Regions from separate parts of the Hordeum vulgare genome. Here region 2 is linked to region 1. The links are chromatin contacts, called in public Hi-C maps. All regions are on one chromosome and are shown on one strand. Each heading gives the region's core, a stretch centred on a gene start, on an enhancer-like site or on the middle of the called end of the contact. The rest is flanking DNA. Distances are from core to core; before and after follow the strand shown.

Region 1 (4,134 bases), core at 633-3,132:
GGCATCTTCTCATGGACACTTCCGAAGAGAGTGACAAGGGGGTCAACAAGAGATTTACCCTGACTAACCATACTCCCATGACGAGACATGAGGCCCAAAGCGCTTCCAAGTGCACTTTGGCCGCCGCCCCTAACAGGACGGGCGATCCAAGATACCCCTTCTTCAGCTCCATAGAGTTTCAACTTCTCTTGATCTGGAGCCAGCCCGTCATCAGCCAGCTCATCATCAGGTCCAATTATGTATTCCTCAAAATGTGTGTCTTTTCCAACACCCAATCCTTCAACAAGAAGGGCCATCTCTCCTGCACAGTTAATCGCACATGAGTAAAACCATCAGAGATTTTATGCCTGTCAGACTAGTAAGACAGACAAACCTGAGACATCTTCCCTTCCCCGCAGTCTTTGCAATACTCGCTTGGCCTCAGCCATTCTTCCCTTGCTCACAAGCCATCTGGGCGACTCGGGCAAATAAAAGACAGTCAATGCAAAATACATAAGCGACGGGATCGACAAAACCCCAAGCATGATTCTCCAGTCAGGCTGCGGCATGAGGGACATGGTAAACACCATGCAGTAAGAAAGGAACATCCCTCCTGACCCACTGAACTGCGGCAGCGTGTTCAGCAGCCCTCTAATGTCAGTCGGGGCGGTCTCCGAAATGTACAGAGGGACAAGGGTGACTGCCAAACCGATACCGAACCCGTCGATGAGCCTGGCCAAGAGCAACACATAGACGTTGGGCGCCCAGAGCATCACCAGGCCACTGACAAAGTAGAGGACAGACGAGGCGATCAGCAGGGGCCGCCTACCAACAGCGTCAGCCACCGCCCCGGAGAACGTCGTGATAACCGTCGCCCCGATGAGCGACATGGCCACGATGAGGCCCTCGATCAAGGGCTGGGTCTCCAGGCTGAACTCCTTCTTTATGTACAGGACGGCACCTGGAGAGATCACACCAGCAGGTCAACATGGTCAGCGTGAAGTCAAAGCATCTGCATCAGTTCAGAATTCAGAACATGTTGACACGGACTGAATTATCATGGTTCAGATGCCCAGATCGCGCATGAGACGGATCCGTTCAGAGAACTCGGAAATCTTGCGAGGATTTCGTTTCAGCCGCCTGATCGATTTAAAAAGATTGTAGAACAAGAAAGAATATCTGTTTTTACTACTGCTGCTGCTACTAGTACTACTACAAGCAGCTCCGCCAAATCCGTCATGATCGGAGCCGGCAAGATTCCCAATAATTGCCGCCACCTAACACGGGCCCCTGGGAAGCGCAGCAACACAAAGAGTATCTTCCCAACCGCGTCGAAAGGCCGGCTGTTTTTTCCGGAGGCACGGACGAATTACCTGCAATGGTCGCATTATCCCACCCCTGCAGCAGGTTCCCAATGGACGCCGCTATGGCGACCAGCACGGCGCCCGACGACATGGCCGCCGAATCCTACCACCTGCACAGCACAATCACCACCAACAACAACAGAACTCGTCAGCACCGCAAAGCTCGTAACAAGATATAACAACAACGACCACCACCACAACAACAACAACACCCAAGAAACAAATCAGATTCGACACAAGCAGCCGGCCACGGCCGCCTCTACCCCCACACGCACGCAGAAAACAAGCAGGGAAAGAGCTTCGGCCGAGGGCGGGCGCAAGCGCGCGCTTACCCGACGTCGGCGTCCGGAACTCGGGATCTCCGCTCGGGCACGGGGAGAAGCTGTGAGGAGTCTGGCGGGCCGGGCAGGCGTATAAGAGGGGGAGTCCCTGCCAACCCCGGAAGCTTTTCCCTCCCGCTGTGGCGTCGATTTCGCCCGGGGGCGAGAGTGGGGAGAGATATGAGGGAGTGTGGGGTGGGGACTCTGTCGACTATCATCTGGTGGCCTGTGCGCCAGGCTCCGATTTTTCTAGTGGTGTGTTCCTCCGCGCGCCGCTGGCCCGCTGCCGAGCCGCCACGACGCTGCCAGGCGGGGCCGAACGACCCCGGGGCCACGCGTCAGCTGGCGGTACGGGTGAGGCGGTGCGTGGGGCGTCTGTTGACGGGCGGGCCCGTCGCGGGCCCGAGGGAGGGGCAGGGCCGCATATGGGAATTATTGAACGGGGCGGGCGAGCCCGGATCCAACCTTCCCCTCTCTCTCTCGTCTCGTGCAGGACAACTAGCCATTTTGTACTTGTGCGATTAATTGATTTGTTTTTACGGAGGATCCGTGATGCGCTGTCACATGCCCGCTCCAAAACTAATGGCCCCTGCTGCTAGAGTCCAAGGGGGTGTAGTGTACCAGCTTGCAGCAGGGGGCGCTATACGGAATTTACAGGCCTCCATGTTCTGTGTTTTGAATCGTGTCTCCCTTTGCATGATGGTGGTGAGGGGTCGGGCGTATATAGAAAGAATCAACGATGCAGAATGACTGGGCTCTTGTGGTGTCGTGTTTGGGCGGCCCAAGCCCGCTCCTCCCGTGGCGGCTGGGTTTCTCTCCCACCATTGGCGTGTTGGTGCGGCGCCTTCGGGTGGTCGCTCGGTTGTCCGCGCTTGTGGTGGTGTGTTGCTCTTGAGTTTCGTCGTCTTTGGCGGTCGGTGGGGGTCTTTGTATTTTTTGTATTTAGTTTTTGTCCGGTCTTCCTTAATAAACCGGGCAACTTCTTTCTTATGTATAGAAATGTACAAATCATGTTTTTCTTGTGGGTTATTCGGCGGAAAAATGAATAAAGATGTTTGCCTAAGGTCTTACTTGGGTTCCAAGCTTGAGAGGAGGTTTATGAACAAAGTTTAAGCATGTGTTGGAAATACACTCGAATATGTTTACTGTAGGTTGTAGCCGATCCGATCAATATCGAAGAAGCAAAATATTGATCCAAATCGATTGTCTCGTTTCTTGCATCCTTCATTTTTTTAACTTCTATCTTTTACGGTTAAATCTACTTCGACGGAGATAGAGTGATTTTAGTCTCAACGGTCTCATCATGCTTCCTAGATGGGAATCATGGAAGATGGACAAGGGAGGTTTGTGGCGGCAAACAAATATAGATGTGTCATCCACCGTCATCATCGTGGGAGTCCATCAACCATGTCTCGCGGAGTGTGTCGTGGACGCATATGACCTAACAAGTTGTTTTCATGGGACAAAGCATCACGATCAATCGGCTCATTATAGGCTCACATATCATGCATCAGGTGTTCGATCTGCATGTTATTGGCCACACTACAAGATGGTATTATGATATGATGTGGTCATATGTACCAATGAGACCCGATGGCGCACAAGGATTATGTATGTATCAAGAAACTTGGACTTGAAATAAAAATTCAATTCATACTACTTAGATAGACTATGTAGATAATATTTGACGAGACATGTCAACATGGTTATATGTTTTCCTAATGCATTCTAATCCTCTACAACACTAAACTTTCTAGTTTTGAAGAGCTCACATTTAATTGAGATCTCCAATTAGAATTGGGTCACCTGATTTTGACCGGGTAAACAATTTTTTAAAGCTCTCTTCTTCAATTCTCTATACTATACACTATGCTTCCAAATTTTTAAGGCCTCACAACTAATTGAGGTATTCAATTTCGAATTAGGTCATCTGGTTTTGACTCGGTCAACAATTTTCCAAGCTCTTCCATTCAATTCTTTTTATTCACTATGTTCCCTAATTCTTCCAAGTCAAGAGCAAAAATATTGCATCCCAATATTAAACAAATAAAGTATGGAAATTCATTTTATGATGAATCTAAAAATACCAACTAGATATTATGAATTTTGATATATTCCTTTACAAATTCGATCAAACTTAAAAGGTTATCTTTTCAAAAAAATCATACATCTTACATTTTGAAATATAGTGATTATTTATATTAGAAATCCAACAACATCAATGACGCAGCAAAGCGCGCAAAACCCTTCTAGTAAAGAACAAACCCAAGGGGTTTCAAACTTAAGATATGCATCTCTCTATCAACAAGAACGCCATCTCGTTTTGTGGAGTGATAATAGTCCGTCTTAATAAAACATGCCTGAGAATGGTTGGTTCTCTTGTAAACTTTTTCTTTGCATGACTCTTCATAATGAATATAGATCTAGTTGCGCCGATCCTCGTAATTCAACATCGACTAGCTATGCACGTG
Region 2 (4,562 bases), core at 843-3,342, 150 kb before region 1:
TCTCCGCGTGCGCGCGCCTCGGGGACCTCGCCACGGGGGAGGTCGTCACGGACCGCGCGTCCGGGGCAGGGTACGGGAACGACATCTTCGTGTGCTCGTCCCTGCTGAACCTCTACGCGAAACGGGGCGCCATGGACGATGCCGTCAAGGTGTTCGACCGAATGCGGAAGAGGGACCGCGTCACCTGGAGCACCATGGTTACCGGATTCGTGAACGCGGGGCAGCCAGTTCAGGCGATTGAGATGTACATGAGGATGAGGAGGGACGGTCTGGAGGGAGACGAAGTGGTTATCGTTGGGGTTATGCAGGCTTGTGCAGCAACAGGGGATGTCCGGATGGGGGCCTCAGTTCATGGGTACTTGCTGCGGCATGCTATGCGGATGGACGTCGTCATCTCGACAAGCCTTGTGGACATGTATGCGAAGAATGGGTTGTTTGATCTGGCGCGCCGGGTGTTTGAGCTGATGCCGCACAGGAATGATGTGTCCTGGAGCGCGCTGATCTCACAGCTTGCGCAGCATGGGAATGCAGATGAGGCACTTGGCTTGTTCAGACAGATGCAGGCCTCTGGTCTTCAGCCCAATTCAGGGCCAGTTGTTGGTGCACTATTAGCTTGTTCTGATCTTGGACTCTTGAAGCTAGGGAAGTCAATACATGGTTTCATCTTGAGGAGGCTTGAGCTTGACTGTATGGTAGGCACAGCAGTCATTGATATGTACTCAAAATGCGGCTCCCTGGCAAGCGCCCAAATGCTTTTCGATAAGGTTGTCTCGAGAGACTTGATTTCATGGAATGTGATGATTGCGTGCTACGGTGCTCATGGACGAGGCCGCGATGCCCTCTCTTTGTTCCAAGAAATGAAGAAAAACGAAGTGAGACCTGATCACGCCACATTTGCTTCTCTTTTGTCGGCTCTCAGCCACTCCGGTCTCGTAGAAGAAGGGAAATTCTGGTTCAATTGCATGGTTAATGAGTATGGAATTGAACCTGCCGAGAAACACCTGGTGTGTATAGTGGATCTCTTAGCTCGTTCTGGTCTTGTTGAAGAGGCCAATGGCCTGGTGGCATCATTGCACAGCAAACCAACCATCTCAATTCTGGTCGCTCTACTTTCAGGCTGCCTGAACAACAAGAAGCTGGAACTTGGAGAGAACACAGCAGAGAAGATCCTTGAACTACAACCTGGGGATGTTGGCGTCCTTGCCCTGGTCTCAAATCTCTATGCCGCCGCCAAGAACTGGGGCAAGGTCAGGGAAGTGCGCAAGCTAATGAAGGACCACGGCAGCAAGAAGGCGCCCGGGTGTAGCTCGATAGAGATACGCGGAGCACTGCACACGTTCGTCATGGAAGATCAGAGCCATCCTCAGCATAGACAGATCCTACAGATGGTCACGAAGCTCGACTCCGAGATGAGGAAGATGGGCTACATCCCAAAGACGGAGTTCGTGTACCATGACCTCGAGGAAGGCGTCAAGGAGCAGCTTCTGAGCCGCCACAGCGAGAGGCTGGCGATCGCCTTTGGGCTTCTGAACACCAGCCCAGGGACGAGGCTCGTGGTCATAAAGAACCTCAGGGTCTGCGGCGACTGCCACGACGCCATCAAGTACATGTCGAAGATCGCCGACAGGGAGATCGTGGTGCGAGACGCCAAACGCTTCCACCATTTCAAGGACGGAGCCTGCTCCTGCGGCGATTATTGGTGAAGGGTGTCTCGCGACACAACCTGTCCGTTGCCCATCAGCTCCGTCTTTGCTTGGTCTCAAATCTTTATGCCGCTACCATGAACTGGGACAAGGTCGTGCGGAAGCTAATGAAGCCCGGGTGTAGCTCGAATGCTCGATAGAGATACGCGGAGTTGACTGACTGACGTGGATCAGCATATAATAGGTGAGTGCCAGTTCCAGTTGTCCTCCTGTGCAACTGCAACACAGTGATTTGATTTTGACCAGATTTCATATATGAAACCGGGATAGCTACCTTTCAGAAAATTTGAAGGAAGGCTCTAGATCTTTCATGCTTCTCAAGCAACCTGATCGGATTTGACACCGTAGGGAGGATAAGCAGAATAATAACTGTGCAAACGTCTCTCATCAGTCATTGTCTGCTGAAATAAGTGGCACCCGAGTGCAGCTCCACAAGTCCACATATGCACTGCGTCTGCGTCGTCACCCCTGTTGAAATTGTGGCGAGAGTTGTAGGCGACCGTACCTCTGAATACATGACGCAGCGGTGGGTCGTCGAGGTTTACGGCGCCACGACTCTACCGCCACCACCAACACCAGTCCCGATCGCGACGTCAGCACCGCCCGTGCTCGGCGCGCCATCCCGAGCCTTCTCCGCACCGTCGTCAGTCCACGCACCGGCCTCGCGATCGTTTCGGTGTGCCTCGTAGCGGTAGTGCCCCGTCGGCGAGCGTGGCCGTCGCCGTCGGAGTGGCCGCGGGCGTCTCCTGCCGCGGGGCGGGGGAAGGCGACCCGAAGCGTGGCAAAGTTTTGCTTTGCCTTGCGTTGCTTTTCTCCGGGGGTTCGTCTTGTGGACTCATCGTGATCGCTACGAATCTTGACGTGGGAAGAGGGTCCAGATAACGCTGGCTGGACTGTCGTGGCGTTCGTTGGAGCTGCTAGTTGGTGAGGAAGAGGAACGCTTGCTTGTGAAGGAGTAGGAGTGGCGGGTCGGATGGACCTCACCTGCCCCATGTGGGAGCATGGCCATGCCGCTCGCTGCTCGAGGCTGCTAGGCTATAGCTATAGCGATTCAACTACTAGCAATTGGGCATCCGCTGCTCATGATTGGGATCGTTTTTCCGCTTGATCGTGCAGCTCTGGTTTGGCCCCGTCGTTGACTTGCCGATGAGTGCAAACTCGCCGGCTTTCGCACGACGCGGAATTTCGCGTCCGACTACAGCGCAACTCCTTTCTTCAGAAGATTCGCCGGTTTCATTTCATTGCAGAATGAAACCACATCATTCGAAAATAAACATTAATATCCCCCAAAAATGAAATTAGAAAAAAATCTTAATCTCTAATTATCTTGGCGCGTCCACGTGGGCCTTTTGAGATTTCCAGCTGGTCGACAATACCCGCGGGAAATTGCCACGGGAGCTTCGCTACGACGCATACCCGCCCGCCATTAACAATCGCAACCTGCCAATACCACCACCCTCCCCTTTCGCTTCTCTCGCGTCTCGCCACAACTTTAATTCAGCGGAAAAGGCCCCTTCCAACCACCGGCGCTGGACGAACGTGGGCGATGCTCCGGCCATCGCCGTATTCCTCGAGGCGTCTCCTCCAGAGCGGCGACCCCGGCCGCATCCCGGGAATCCCCCCGGCCGATCCGCCCGCCGGCGTCAGCTCAGATGTCGTCGTCATCCTCGCCGCCCTGCTCTGCGCGCTCATCTGCGTAGTCGGCCTCGCCGCCGTCGCGCGGTGCGCGCGCTCCCGCCGCAACGCCAACGCCAACGCCCACCCCTCCTCGCCGTCCGGTAGCCCGGCCCACGCCCTGGCGGCCTTCGGCGGGGCCGGCGGCGGGCATAACCACGGCGCTACGACTACTACGACGACAGGAGCGTCCGGGGGCAGCGTGACGACCACCATCAAGGGGCTCAAGAAGAAGGCGCTCAAGGCGCTGCCGAAGCTGGCGTACGCGGACGCGGTGGCCGCGGCGGCGGCGGCGAGGGGCGCCGTGGCGGGGGGCGAGGAGGAGGAGGGACAGGACGGGATCCTCGCGGAGTGCGCCATCTGCCTGACGGAGTTCGGCGAGCGGGAGGAGGTGCGCGTGATGCCGCAGTGCGGCCACGGGTTCCACGTCGAGTGCGTCGACACCTGGCTGCGCTCCAACTCCTCCTGCCCGTCCTGCCGCCGCCCCATCGTCCTCGACGACCCCGCGCCGCCCAAGCGGTGCCGCAAGTGCGAGGAGACCATCCTGGAGGCCGTCATCGCCTCCTCCTCGTCTGCCGGCGGCAGCCGCGGCGGCGGCCGCGGGGGGTTCTTGCCGTAGTAGCAGTAGAAGAAGCGTCATGTCCCCTGGCGGGTGGGTCCAGGTCGGTGTGGGTAGTTGAGCTGCCCCTTTCTGCTGGTGGCCCACGCTGCAGTACTGCCGCAGTGAAGTTTTTCTTCTGAAGTAATGGAAAGGAGAATAATTAGAGCTGTGAATGTGACTCTTTCCTACAACCTTTTTGGCCCTGCACTTGCACGACTCCTCCAGTACGTGTGGATGTGGGGAACATGACATCAGACTTGTAAAGAGCGTGCGTGGTCTCGTGTAAAAAATATATTAGTAGTACTATTTGTGCTGCATATAGCTTGCTCAAAAGAGGCAAGGCAAATACATTTTACATGTGAATTCGGTAAGCCAAAATATGCAGTTCGTGTCTGGAGATCTTTTTGGTGTGGAGAAATAGAGGGAAGCTGTGGAATAATAATGGCAGATGTGAAATATTGAATTCTTGGTATGGATGAACAAGAGAAACATGTTTTTTTAAAGGTCATGGAAGGCAAACTGCTCACCTAAACATTTCATTTAACCAATAATGACAAAATCAACTGTTTACATAAGCACATCCG

Evidence for each region. A called contact is a pair of places that touch in the nucleus more often than the background predicts.
Region 2: a contact with region 1 is called in a Hi-C map of seedling, with 3 times the contacts expected there. The contact joins the promoter of LOC123437427 here to the promoter of LOC123437395 in region 1. A contact is called at or near these places in 4 of 6 Hi-C or Micro-C datasets (leaf, seedling and an unstated tissue) and 1 of 1 datasets of contacts at active chromatin or transcription factors (embryo).

What each region holds. Positions count from the first base shown.
Region 1 is chr1H:364,791,379-364,795,512 of MorexV3_pseudomolecules_assembly, reverse strand. It overlaps LOC123437395 (monosaccharide-sensing protein 2-like), which reads right to left and starts at 1,882. Exons shown (of 6, transcript XM_045115706.1): 1 at 1,676-1,882; 2 at 1,353-1,453; 3 at 374-940; 4 at 1-301. The coding sequence starts at 1,434.
Region 2 is chr1H:364,936,356-364,940,917 of MorexV3_pseudomolecules_assembly, reverse strand. It overlaps LOC123437427 (probable E3 ubiquitin-protein ligase ATL44), which reads left to right and starts at 2,092. Exons shown (of 1, transcript XM_045115709.1): 1 at 2,092-4,356. The coding sequence starts at 3,250. The coding sequence ends at 3,996. It overlaps LOC123437411 (putative pentatricopeptide repeat-containing protein At3g25060, mitochondrial), which reads left to right. Exons shown (of 1, transcript XM_045115708.1): 1 at 1-1,988. The coding sequence ends at 1,703.